2 separate regions of the Zea mays genome follow, and region 2 is linked to region 1. The links are chromatin contacts, called in public Hi-C maps. All regions are on one chromosome and are shown on one strand. Each heading gives the region's core, a stretch centred on a gene start, on an enhancer-like site or on the middle of the called end of the contact. The rest is flanking DNA. Distances are from core to core; before and after follow the strand shown. Region 1 holds the start of LOC100193697. Region 2 holds the start of LOC100274106 (argininosuccinate synthase).

The links. A called contact is a pair of places that touch in the nucleus more often than the background predicts.
Region 2: a Hi-C map of endosperm shows a contact between it and region 1, with 2.0 times the contacts expected there. The contact joins the promoter of LOC100274106 here to the promoter of LOC100193697 in region 1. A contact is called at or near these places in 2 of 25 Hi-C or Micro-C datasets (ear and endosperm).

What each region holds. Positions count from the first base shown.
Region 1 is chr10:38,724,305-38,730,455 of Zm-B73-REFERENCE-NAM-5.0, reverse strand. It overlaps LOC100193697, which reads left to right and starts at 2,455. Exons shown (of 13, transcript NM_001138789.1): 1 at 2,455-2,555; 2 at 3,685-3,787; 3 at 3,892-3,960. The coding sequence starts at 3,755.
Region 2 is chr10:39,324,386-39,330,536 of Zm-B73-REFERENCE-NAM-5.0, reverse strand. It overlaps LOC100274106 (argininosuccinate synthase), which reads right to left and starts at 3,046. Exons shown (of 10, transcript NM_001148485.1): 1 at 2,881-3,046; 2 at 2,688-2,734; 3 at 2,523-2,604. The coding sequence starts at 2,571.

The DNA of each region.
Region 1 (6,151 bases), core at 1,206-3,705:
CTGCAGATCCGCTTGTCCCTGGACCGCTGTCGCTCGATCCGAGCGACGGGGAGGGGGGGACAGACCCCAGACAACAACTCACCTAGAGGATGGGCCACGCCGCTGGCAGACACCATACCAACCTCTCATCGCGCGCGTGAAAGTGTCTCATAAGCCACACACTCCAACTGTCGACTCTTGAGGGCTGGTTTGGCGGGCATGAAATTTTGAATAGCAAGGGGATCCCTCCTCCATGGATCCCCTCCATTCCCCTATCCACCAAACCGGCCCTAACCCATGAGGGCTAGTTTGGGAGCCACAAAATCGTAGGGTTAGAGGGCCACAAAACATAAGCCCCTCTAACCCCTTCGATTTTGTGGCTCTCAAACTAGCCTTGAGAGAGAACTCTCTGAGCATGTCGAGGAGAAGAAGGCACCCGAGGTGGAGGGGGAGAGGAACGAGTGAGTAGTTGTTGGAGCGTCCTAGGATGAACAGTCTCCCACGTGAGGGGAATTGGAAGCTTCAGGTCACCCCCACGACCCTGCCAGCTAGGGATGCAATATGGTTCGAAAAATATCCGTCCGGATCTGGATTCAAAGATGGTGAACACTGGCTCAGATGGGATTTTCAGATATCCGAACTTTTTTCGGATAACAAATATGAATATGGATATTTTATTCAGATATCGAATTCGAATACAATATGTCTAATATCCGTCGGATATCGAATATCCGTATATCTTCTCGAATATACAGATATCTTATCCGGATAGCTGTGTGCATTTTGCTGATTTTTCGTAGAAATAAATTAATAATACACAAATAGCCTCCTCAGAAATTCATGGGATTTTATGGAGGCATAACATATGTCCACATATAATCCTCCAAAATATTTGAACCATAAAATCCATAATATGATAGTGTTTTTCATTTCACTTTCACTTGTTGCGTGAATTACACGTGAAATCTATACTATACTTAAAGCACCAGTTTCAACGGTCGTCATGCGTCATCTTTTTACAAATAACCCTCACAACTATTTCAAATTAATCCGCTGCACGTCTATATAGATGGCCAAACGGCGCCTGGCACGGGCTAGACACACGTGGGCCACAACTATTGCCGGCCTGCTAACTGTGTCGGGCCAGCCCGTTAGCCCGTCGACCCATTCAATTAAATCAGCGTAAAATGTTAAAAACGGTGCAGGAGGTGGGCTTTGAACCCATGTCCTGACGGAAGAAGGATATGAGACACTGGGTGAAGCTGTCTAACTAGTAAAACATCATGCTAAGATGTTTTTAATATTGAATATAAATTGTATATAAGTATATACGTTTTTTTTGTAAAATAAAAAAATAATCGTGTCGGGTTGGGCCAGCACTATGGGCCGAGGCTACAGCCCAAGCACGGCAAGACGTTCTTGGCTCTTGCAAACATTAGATCGTTTCTGAGACCACATTGACGCAATAGACTACATAGTGTTTGAGGTTGATGAATTGGATGGAGCAACAATGATTTGTCACACTAACAGCAAAATGAAAGGTTATTTGTTGGTTTTAAATGTTAGTAATTGGTATGAAGTAGCATAATTTATATGGAGCGCATCCATTTTTTATTGATGCCTGACTTTAGCAATCACTCCATATTTTGATATATCTTTTTTATAAGTTTGACTTCATAGGACTTATTTTAGAAACTTGATCTCACAAACTTTGTCTTATTTGATCTCTGTATGATGGAATTATGTCATTTTATAATCTGTGTCAGTCGTTGTGAACTCTTTTCTAATCGCTCACTTCATTGTCCTTGTTGTACCAAGACATATTGCATGGAGTAAACAATAACGTCAGTTAGCCAAATCAAAAAATATTATACAGAGAGCGGAGACATTTATGGATAGTTTACGTGAGTATTGTTGTAAGCCGTCGCAACGCACGGGCAACCGACTAATTACTCTAAATATTCTAGTTTCAACGTAAGCAATACTTCACTTTATCATTTTCATGTGGAGACTTGAGGTTATATTCTTATAGAATGTTTATTATTAGTCTTGGTAACTTATTTGTATTTTGTTGATTTTATGCAAAATAAATAAATAATACACACATCCTAAAAATTCATGAATTTTTAAAAAACGTGACATATGTACACGTATAATGCTAAATAAATATTTGGATTCAAGGAGTGGATAAATGATTATAAACATGATATGTGTAATGTCTTACACGTTATCCGATAAAAAATCTATTACCGACTAGTTCCATATTCGATATACATCTATCCGTATTTGAATTCAAATCCAAATAAAAATATAAAACAAATATAGTTCGAGTAATATACTTCCGTATTCAGAGTGATATACTTCCCTATTCGATCCGATCACGTACCTGCTGCCAGCCAGCCCTGCCGTACGGTAGGTTCCCACGCAGCACAGAACTGCCCACGCAGCACACCCCACTGCGCCACTCGCGTCGCACGGATCTCTCCTTCCCTCCAGGCTCCAGCTCCAAAGCCTCGTCGTCTTCTTCGCCCCGCCACCCGTCCTGCACACTCACAACTAGACATCGTACCACCCAGGTGATCTCGCGCGCCACTCCCTCCTTCCATCCCTTAGCCCCAGCTTTACTCTCCCCTCCCGCGCCCAGATCCCGAGGCTCCTACCCCTCGATCGCCGCCTTCCAGCGGCCGATCCGGCGCTGGCTCGCGGCCCCCGACAGGCACCCTACCCACCGACCGGATCTAGCCGCCGCGTGGTTTTTGAATTGAGCTCCCCTCGCGTCGCATGGCGCTGGCGCGGGCCGCGCGGGTTCCTCTCTGGGCTGCTGCCGGATCGACGGCGATGCTAGGGTTTAGGTGTGGTTCGTGTCTAGTTAGCTGAGTGGCGCGTACGCGTTTCGTTTTGTCTTGGGGAGCCAAGCGTGGCCCGAAATTTATCTGGAGCAGGTGCAGCAGCCTTTTGGAGTGACGGGCTTTGAGATTTCCAGTTTAGGGTTCGTTTTGGGTTGGTGGGAGCTCGGGTGTGTTATGGCCATTCTGTGCGTTATAACTGACATGCTTATAATTTCAAAAGTGTTTAGTTTGGTTAACTGCAGCTCATGGGAGCTGGAGGGACCTCATTCAGATGATCCGACATTTACTGCAGTTTCTATATTCATAGCAAGTATTCGTGCCGTGAGATCATTTGTATGTGGTTTAGGTCAAAGCTGTTTGTTTTTAAAACTAAAAAGCTTTAGGTACAAATTCCATGGCAGTCTTGTCTTGTGCATGTGTAAGGTTTTGGGTGACTATACAGTATACACGTTTAGAAAAAAATGTTTTCTGGGACTACCATATAGTTTTTATGCTGTATGGCGGAAGTGCCGAGTGTTATAGTTGGTGTGATAAAATACTCTGCAAAAATTGATGAAATTGAGCATTAATGAAGTTGTCTGTTTTGATGTAGCATAGAAAGTAATTGACAGGATTGCATATGATCCACGCTAGTTTATTCTGCGCTTTAAGTGAATAGGGATCAAGGATATCGTACACAACAGTTAAGTAGGATCACTTGTATCTGTCCTTTAATCTTTTAATTCTAAACATGATAAGGGTTTATGATATTGTTTTCTGAAAGTATAGTATATTTTGTCTTGAACAATTAAATTGGGTTTTCTTGCAAAGGATGCTACATTTTAGCTTACATTTGCTCTTCTTTTTGCCAATTCAGGTTTTGCTTTATGCTGGTTCATTTGTCTACGGACAATGGACTAGTTGCTGCACTGTTTCTGTGATTCACCATGGGAAGCAGTGGAGCAGATACACCGTCTAAGGTAAGCAAGGCATCTGCCCCTCAGGTTCTTGATGCTTGGCTTGTGGGCATTATCTTTGAAGTGAAAAAGATTACATGCTAAAAGTTTATCCTTCCCTGTAACAGGAGCAGCAGCCACCTGCTACCTCAGGTGCTGCAATACCACCTGTTTATCCAGATTGGTCTAGCTTCCAGGTGAGCGTGATTCCCCTCCTCCCCTCCAACCTAACTAACCCAACAACACTATGGGAGAAAGTAAATATGTATCTAAAAGTTGCAACTTTTGTTTCTATAGTAAATCTGTAGTCCCTACCATAAAATGATAGCAATCAACTCATTATAAGCATAATAGAAAGCAAAGACATACTAATTTTTGATTGCAATGTTGTGCGACTGATAATCAGAATGGGCATATATATTATATACTTCCCCTCTTTATTATGGGTCCATAATGAAGTGTTTCTGGTAGTGTTTCTAGTCCTACCAGGGATCTGCCGAAGGGAGTATGGGTGAGGGGAGGAGTAGGCCGGGCTACGACCTGGAGGTGGTGCTGGTGGCTGCCTCTTGGGCGCCGTAGTTGCAGGGAACGACGCACAGGGATGTGGGTTCCAGCTTCCGTGAGGAAGCTGGCAGAAGATATCTGCTATTGCTGGCCTTCTCTTGATTACAAAGTCCTAATTATATAGGCCTAAGGCCAACTGACTACTCCACAATACTAGGAGACTTATCCAACTAAACTACTCCATAATATTAGGAGATAAACTGCACCAACCGACTACTCCACAATACTAGGAGACTTCTCCAACTAAACTACTACATAATATTAGGAGATAAACTGCTAAGACTTATCCAACTAAACTGATTACTTATCTCCTGATCTCCTGTGCCTACTTTGGTGGGTCTAGTCGCCTTCTGGTAGACCAGGCTGGTCATAAGATCTCTCCCCACCTGCTGAAACAACCCGTCCTTGAGCCGAAAATTGGGTTATGTAGAGCGGAAGGCATCCAGTGGCTCCTCCACGACCTCGTCCACAGACTCGAAGTCGTCCGACTCCAAGTAGAAAAGCCGCTTGCACTGATGGCCACTGATGAATGGCTCGTCACAGTTGAAGCACAACCTTTGACGGCGACGCTCCTACTGCTCTGCTGGCGTGAGGCGACAGAACTGTTGGATTGACGGCAGGGCCGTCGTGGTCGGCTGTGCAGCGCCTCCAGGTGCTACAGTGGGCTGGAGAGGCAACGGTCGCGCCGGTTGCTGGGGGCCTGACGGGAGCATTGCCATGATGCTGTTGGCGCGCAGCTCGAATGCTCGAGCCAAGTACACCGCCGTCGGAAGGTCTTGCGGTGCGCGCATCGCCACGTCGACGCGGATTTGGTCCGGAAGGCCTCCCACGAAGAGCTCCGCCTTCTAGACAGCGTCAAGATTGCGCGTGTGGCACAGAACGACGTTGAACCGCTCCGTGAATTCCTGCACCGTCGAACGGAATTGAAGCCGACCGAGTTCCGCAAGGCACGAATCCCGAACAGGTTGCCCAAATTGCATATGGCATAGCTCCTTGAAGTGCTCCCATGTCGGCATCCCGACGTCTTGCACGAGGGTGTAGTACCATGTTTGAGCCGTGCCCCGGAGGTGATAGGATGCTAGCCACGTCTGGTCGGAGGCCAACGTCTTTTGGCTGCAGAAGAACTGGTTGCAGTGATTGAGCCAGTTCAAGGGATCCACCGAGCCGTCGTACGTCGTGAACTCGAGCTTGTAGAACTTTGGCGGCATCGGATCGTGATCCATTGCAGATCCCAACTGTTCCTGGGATCGGCTGGAGGAGGCGCCCCTGGAGGGGGAGAAAAGGGTCCCATCCACCCTCCGTACCGAGCGCCCGGTGGCTGCGCGCCGCCACAAGGCCCGAGGGCAGTAGTAGGCGCCGGCGGCTGCGGTACTGCTGTGGTGATCGATGTTGTTGACGAGTATTAGATCGGCGGCAGATCGGATCCCAGCGCCCATGCCGGAATTTGAGACGGCGATCGCGAAAAGTGCAACTGGTGGATTGGTACGCTCGGCGGCTGGGTGGACGCCGGGGTGGCTGTTAGGGCCGGCTGTGACAATGATGACAGAGCCGCTACGGCCTCGGATGGCAAAGACAGGGATGATGGCGGGTGGGAGCCCATCATGACGGCCTTCAACGTGGCTACGTCAGACTACAACGCCATCATCTGGGCTTGTATGGCTCCCAGATTGTTGGAGAAGTGGAGAACGGACGACGTCAGCTGCTCGTTTGTCATTGTGGGAAGGGCGGTGGACACATCGGAGGTGGGCCGGATGAGTGCGTTGGTGGTGGTGCTGGGCAACGGTTGGGTGGAGGTGGACAGGGAGGCGATTGTGGCTGGTGGCA
Region 2 (6,151 bases), core at 1,797-4,296, 600 kb before region 1:
GCGCTTTTCTAACCTTCTAACCCAGTCGCCGATAATTTTCCCTAACCGAAAACATGCACCCTCCATCTTTTGCGTCATGCCCACAGCCTCTGCACGTTGAGCCAGCCGTCATGATGCCTTCATCGCCTCGCTAGGATTCGCCGCTGGTAAGACACCTTGCCTAAGTTCATCGCCTCCCTCCCCTCCTCCTTGCGTAGCTGCTCAAGTCCCTTGCTCCCCCGCGGCGGTGCCACGCTGCCTCCCTGTTCGCGCTCGTCGCTGCCCTGCTCTGTCAGCTCGCCGCCTCCTGTGTCACGGACTCATGGTCCCGAGTCCCCTGCACCCCATGATGACAGCCCTGCCTCCCTGCTCGCGCCCAGCCCCGAGTACCCTACTCGGCCCCGCCTGCAACAGCCCCTCCCTGCTCTCATCCTTCTCCCCTCCCCTGCTCTCATCCTCCCCTGACATGCTCTGATTTTGGTCCTTTGGAGACCAAAACTGGCAAGCAGTAGTGATGCTAATGCATCTTGTGAGGCCTGCTGCTACTAGATTTGCTACTACATTCCTAACCTAGAGGGAGATTGAGTAACACTTGTGTGCTTGCAGTTGTGGACATTGCATTCCACTTTAGTTGCTTTTGTGCTATGTTTGTGGTTGTGGACTACTGGACATTTCATTCCACTTTGTTTGTCATTGTCGACTTGATAGATGCTATTAGTTGAACGCTTGAACTTGTGTTATTGTGGTAGTGTGGTTGTGGACATGTTATATTGTTATGTGAAATTATGTTATATTGATATTTTCTCCATGTTGTTTAAAAGACGTTTTAAAGCTCGCTTAAACATTTTAATAAAGTCAAAAAGTACCCATGCGCGTTTCACCGTTTTATCGCTTTAATAACCTTGCCCTAAAGATTCTCAAGCCCTTCCATATCGTTCCCCCACCTTGGTGAACCCTGATGAGCTAAATTTTGGTGCTTCTGATAATAATATTGATGAGTTACATATTTCTTTTGATCAGTTACAGGTTCCTCCACGATATAACCTTCAAGACGTAGTACTATTTGTCCTAAAGAGAATTGTTGTTTTTCGCATGTGTGTGTTGTTGTTGATGAGCCATCCACTTATTAGGAAGCTTCTCTTAATCCAGAATGGGCAGCTAGCTATGTCTGAGGAAAATGCTATACTTGATCGTCAAGGCACTTGGGATGTTGTTCCATTGCCATCACACGCGGTGCCTATTACATCTAAGTGGGCATTCAAAGTTAAGACCAATTCAAAAGGCTCTACAGAGATACATAGGTTTTCAGCGGACTCAAGGTCTAGATTACAATGAGACATTTGCACCTGTTGCTCATATGACAATGGTTCATGCATTAGTTGCAATGGTTGCTTCTTCTTGGCCTATATCTCAAATGGATATCAAGAAAGCTTTTCTTCATGATTTGACTGAAGAAGTTTATATGCAACCACACCCGAGGTGTTGTTGCTCCTCTAGGATATGTTTTGTCGTCTTCGCGGTGCTTTATATGACCTTAAACAGGCACCTCGTGCTTGGCACGAGTGTTTTGTATCTATGATACGAACTACTAGTTTTTCACCTAGTGCTCATGATTCAGCTTTCTTTATTCATTTATCACTATGTGGTTGTACTTTGCTTCTTCTATATGTTAATGATATGCTAATTATGAGTGATGATGAGGATCACATTTCTCATGTGAAGCGAAGCAACAGCTTAGTGTTGAATATCAAACATCTGATTTGGGCCCTCTCAATTATTTCTTAGCCATTGAAGTCAAGCAATCTATCAAAGGATGCCATCTTTCTCAGTCTGAGTACGATCTTATTGCTCATTTAGGCATCATTGGTAACCGAGCGGCTGCAACGGCCATGGTTCTTCATTTACAACTTCATCCCACTGATGGTACACCACTTGAGGATCCCTCAAGATATCAACATATTGTTGGTAGTCTTGTTTATCGCATTGTTACCAGACCTGATATTGCTCTTGTGGTCCATATTTTGAGTATGTTTGTGTGTGCACTATTTTAATTCATTTTGGCCACTTACTCCGTGTGCTACTGTACTTATTGGGGACATCATCTCATTATTATTCTATTCTCCTGATTGTCTGCTTCAGCTTCATACTTACTCAAACTCCGCTTGGGCAAGTGACCCAACAGATAGTTGTTCCGTAACAGGGTACTGCATTCTTCATGTCTCTTCTCCCATTGTCTGGAAGACGAAGAAACAGTTTGTTGTTTCTAGTCCTAATATACAGGCCAAACTTCGAGCACTTGACACTATTACTGCAGAAACTACCTAATCTAATCCTCAGGCGATTCTAATTGCTCCTTACAAGCTTTGAATGAGACCGGTCTGGTTGATGCCTATGGTCTCTACCCATTGTTTGTAAAGTCCCCACCGAGAGCCCATTCAAGCAAGTAGAAGTTCTATTCCTAGAATGATTTACACTAAGACAGTAGAATTAGAAGTCCTAAATACTCAACCGCTGTTGAATCCTAGTCCAAGTAGGATCTGTACCTTGGCCATTGCGGACCTTGTTACGGTGGCGGTGAACCTGAACAGCCATCACGCCAGAAACAGAATTCGATGGGGCTCCAGCCTGGCATCCATATCAACGGTTGGCATGACTGCCGCTTTGTCATGACAAGTCGAAAACAGAGGGTGGCAAACCGTCGTTTTTACCTTGTGAATAAGGCAGGCTGAACTGAAGTCAGAACGGACACTAATTCCTGCAAGGCCACAGCAAAGAAGCCGTTAGAGCAGCAGCGTAAACACGTAACAAAGCCTAGAAACATCTAACGCGGCCATGTCAGTGACGGACTTGACGCCGGGATTCAACTAAACGCTTGTACGAAGATTTGGGATTTGGGAGTACATAAATCAGAAGAAGACGAATCCCTGGTCGCCTCGACGGGATTGGAGTGACACGCCGCGTCCATCGCGGCAAGGCGGATTGGGTTTGGTCGCTACTCCAATAGCGACGCGACGGAAAGTCGTGCACAGGTTAGAACAGAGTGAAGCGGGCAAGCAGGCGAGCCGCGGCTTACCGCAAGGTCCTCGCGCCGACGCCATTCCCGGAGAGGAGAAGCGGAAGGGGGCTCCGAGGGCGCGGGCTGGCGGCGGCCGCGCGGGTCGGACAAGAGTAGGACTACGGAGAGGTTTACCTACTGGGCTCTGCCGATGGAGTTCGGGGCTTTTTGATCAGCGGAGCCGCCGGTGCTATTGTAGGGCCGGACTGGGCCGGCAAGCCGTCGCCTGTTGATCGGTCGATCGCCGGTCTCTGAACCTTCACACCTCGGGCCTGTTTGCCTTAACCGCATCCAGGGATAGGCCCAAGGCCTGTAACTGGGTGTTTGATTACCGCGATCGCGTGAAGTCTAGCCACGATATAAAGAAGTATATAATGTACGTATAGAGATGGCGATGGAAGTCCAATTCTTAATTCCCCGTGGAAAATAATTTCTCTGTTAGGGTTTGTTAGATTTGCTCTCACGCCCGGTTTGGATCATTGGAACTGAATTTCATTCTAATAATAATAATTTTAGGCATATATCAATTAAGCTAATTCGGTTTTATGTAAAATATATTTATATACTATTATTATCAAATGTCGGAGATATTTATATGCTAGATATTTACTATAGAAGAGTGAGACGAAGAGTGTCATGTAAGTTACATAATAGAAACAAATTCTACTAATGCATAAAATCATTTCACATGGATTGTATAGAATTGGATGGGTTTACGTTCCAAATAAGTCAAAATCTTTTAATTTTTTTAATATCATTTAATCACATGGGATAAGAATAATTGAACAATGCATTAGGGGATGGAGAAGTTTCTTCCCCACGGGAATGTAAACGGGAAAATTCTCCCCCAACGGATAAGCGGGAACGGGGATGAGAAAGCATTCACCATCCTCGTTTCCCACGGGGACCCGTTAAACTTACGTGTGACGATATTTTTATGTAATAGCTAATGATAAAAATAAATAATTACATTGTCAAGAGATCACTCGTTGTACAAATGTGTTCATTTTAATGTACACATAATGATTTTTTACATCTAACAATATGAATAAGTGGCTGTAACATCCCTGGTGTTTACCTCCTGTTAAACTGTGCTTATGGACTCAAGCACAAAATATCGACAATAATAATGGTCTCTATGTTCTAATATTCACCTATCAAAATTTATTTATCTTTTTCATCTCTGTCTATCTGGCATGTTCTAACTGCTCCGCAAAGTCCGAACGTATTTGTTATGGAAATGGACGAGTCTGGTGATTATTTAAATTTCATTGATCACGAACATACGAATTTGGAAATTTAGTTCATCCCTTCGATTTCATCCCAAACAAATTTTTTGAGAAGTCGACGACTAAAATTTTAGGTGTAAAATAATTTAGTCACCTCTCGTCAATCGAGGCATCACGTCCGAGGATTTATAATTGAGATTTGATTCTCCAATAAATCATCTATGCCAGAAGGATCAGGTGTTCGAGTGGTAGATGAAAGTATCTGATTTTAACTTGTGTTGGACTCAGTTCGTACTAGTATAACCGATATCGTTTTGGTTCATCTTGTTTGTATCTCGTTCTAAACTCGAATTCCAGAACACTATCGTATATCCCTTTGACTACCGACAAAATCAGTCTCAAATATCAAGGCTGGTGTGATTTTGTTCGGTTTGATTGCATCTTGTTTTGATCTAAATCTTAGAACACGGATGTATACAGATTTTTGCATAAAAAGAAAAGCCAAAGAGAAATAAAAAGTAAGAAAATGGAAAAATCTGGAAAAAAAATCTTCAACGCTTATCCCACAACCGCCTCTATCCAGGATATTTTCCCCACATCATCCCCTTCAGGGCATGTTCGTTTGCAGGGGATTATTTCCCCCAGTGGATCTAATCCAGGGAGGGATTAAGTGAATCCCTCCCTTTCACTTAATTCCCTTGGGGGTTTAATCCCTCTATGGTTTAATCCCTGCCTCAAAATATTCATTCGGTTGATCCCTGCCATATACAACAGAATTCAACAAGGAAACAAAAGAAGCAAGTCCGGCAACAATTCAATACTTCTCTGAATTCTGAGAATTTCTTAGGCCCATCAATTTCATATTGATATATCACGTAAAATCTAAAATTTCATATGTATACATAGTGAAGCATATTTGTCAATTGATCAAGTAAAATACAAGGTATCACAATATATTGTACAGTTGCAATTATATCGCAGAAATGATTTGACAGGGAAAAAATACAAATATAAAAACTGAAAGACTGAAAGAAAACTACTGCTAGAAAATTGAAAGCATGTTGAATGCAAAAGCTTTTGCATGGGAAGGACTCGACTGCACTACTGATCCTCCAACTGGTTTCGAAAAACAACAGTATTGTATGTTTCAGAGGAGAAATCCATGAGGATTGGTGAAAAGAAGCTGCCCAGTACAACGTTTGCCAGATGTTCGATGAAACGCCGAAACCAATAATCGTCGTCGTCTCCGACTTCCGCAGCAGCAGCGTCGTTTCTGCCATGGAGCTCACGAGCGCTCCTTTCTCTCCGTTCGTTTCACCGTGGGCAATTTCTCCACGCTTCAAATCCGTGCAGCTCGCCCTCGCGTGTGCTCACCAGCTTCCTTGGCCGCGTCCGCCGAGCTCGCCAACACTCCAGCTCGTCGGACTCCAGCCACCTCTCTATGCCGCGCCTATTTCCCTGGTGGTCGGAGCTCACCCCTGTGTCAAATCCGCCGTCTTCAGTCGTCGACTAGCTCGCCTAGACGCCGGCCATGCTTCTCTGGTGATCGCTCCCTTGTCGTTTCCCATAGCCGTTGTGCGCCGCCATCCTGCTCGAGCTCTCCCTGCTCTGCGACGCCGAGGTCGTCCTCATCGTCTTCTTCCTTGCCAGCAAGCTCTACGAGTATGCCTCCACTAGCAGCTCCAACTCTATTGTCGGGAGCAGCAGCCATCGTAGTGTCTGGCCGCTGTTGAGGCTCCCCGGCCGATCTTTGGTGCTCAGCCTCGCCGTGCTGCTAGATCATAGTGCCATCGGCTCCCTGTCCGTCTTCAACCTCGTTGTCGACCCACGTTGTATCCACGACGTGCTCGTAGACTCTGATGACCTGTTGTCCAATTGCATGCTGCTT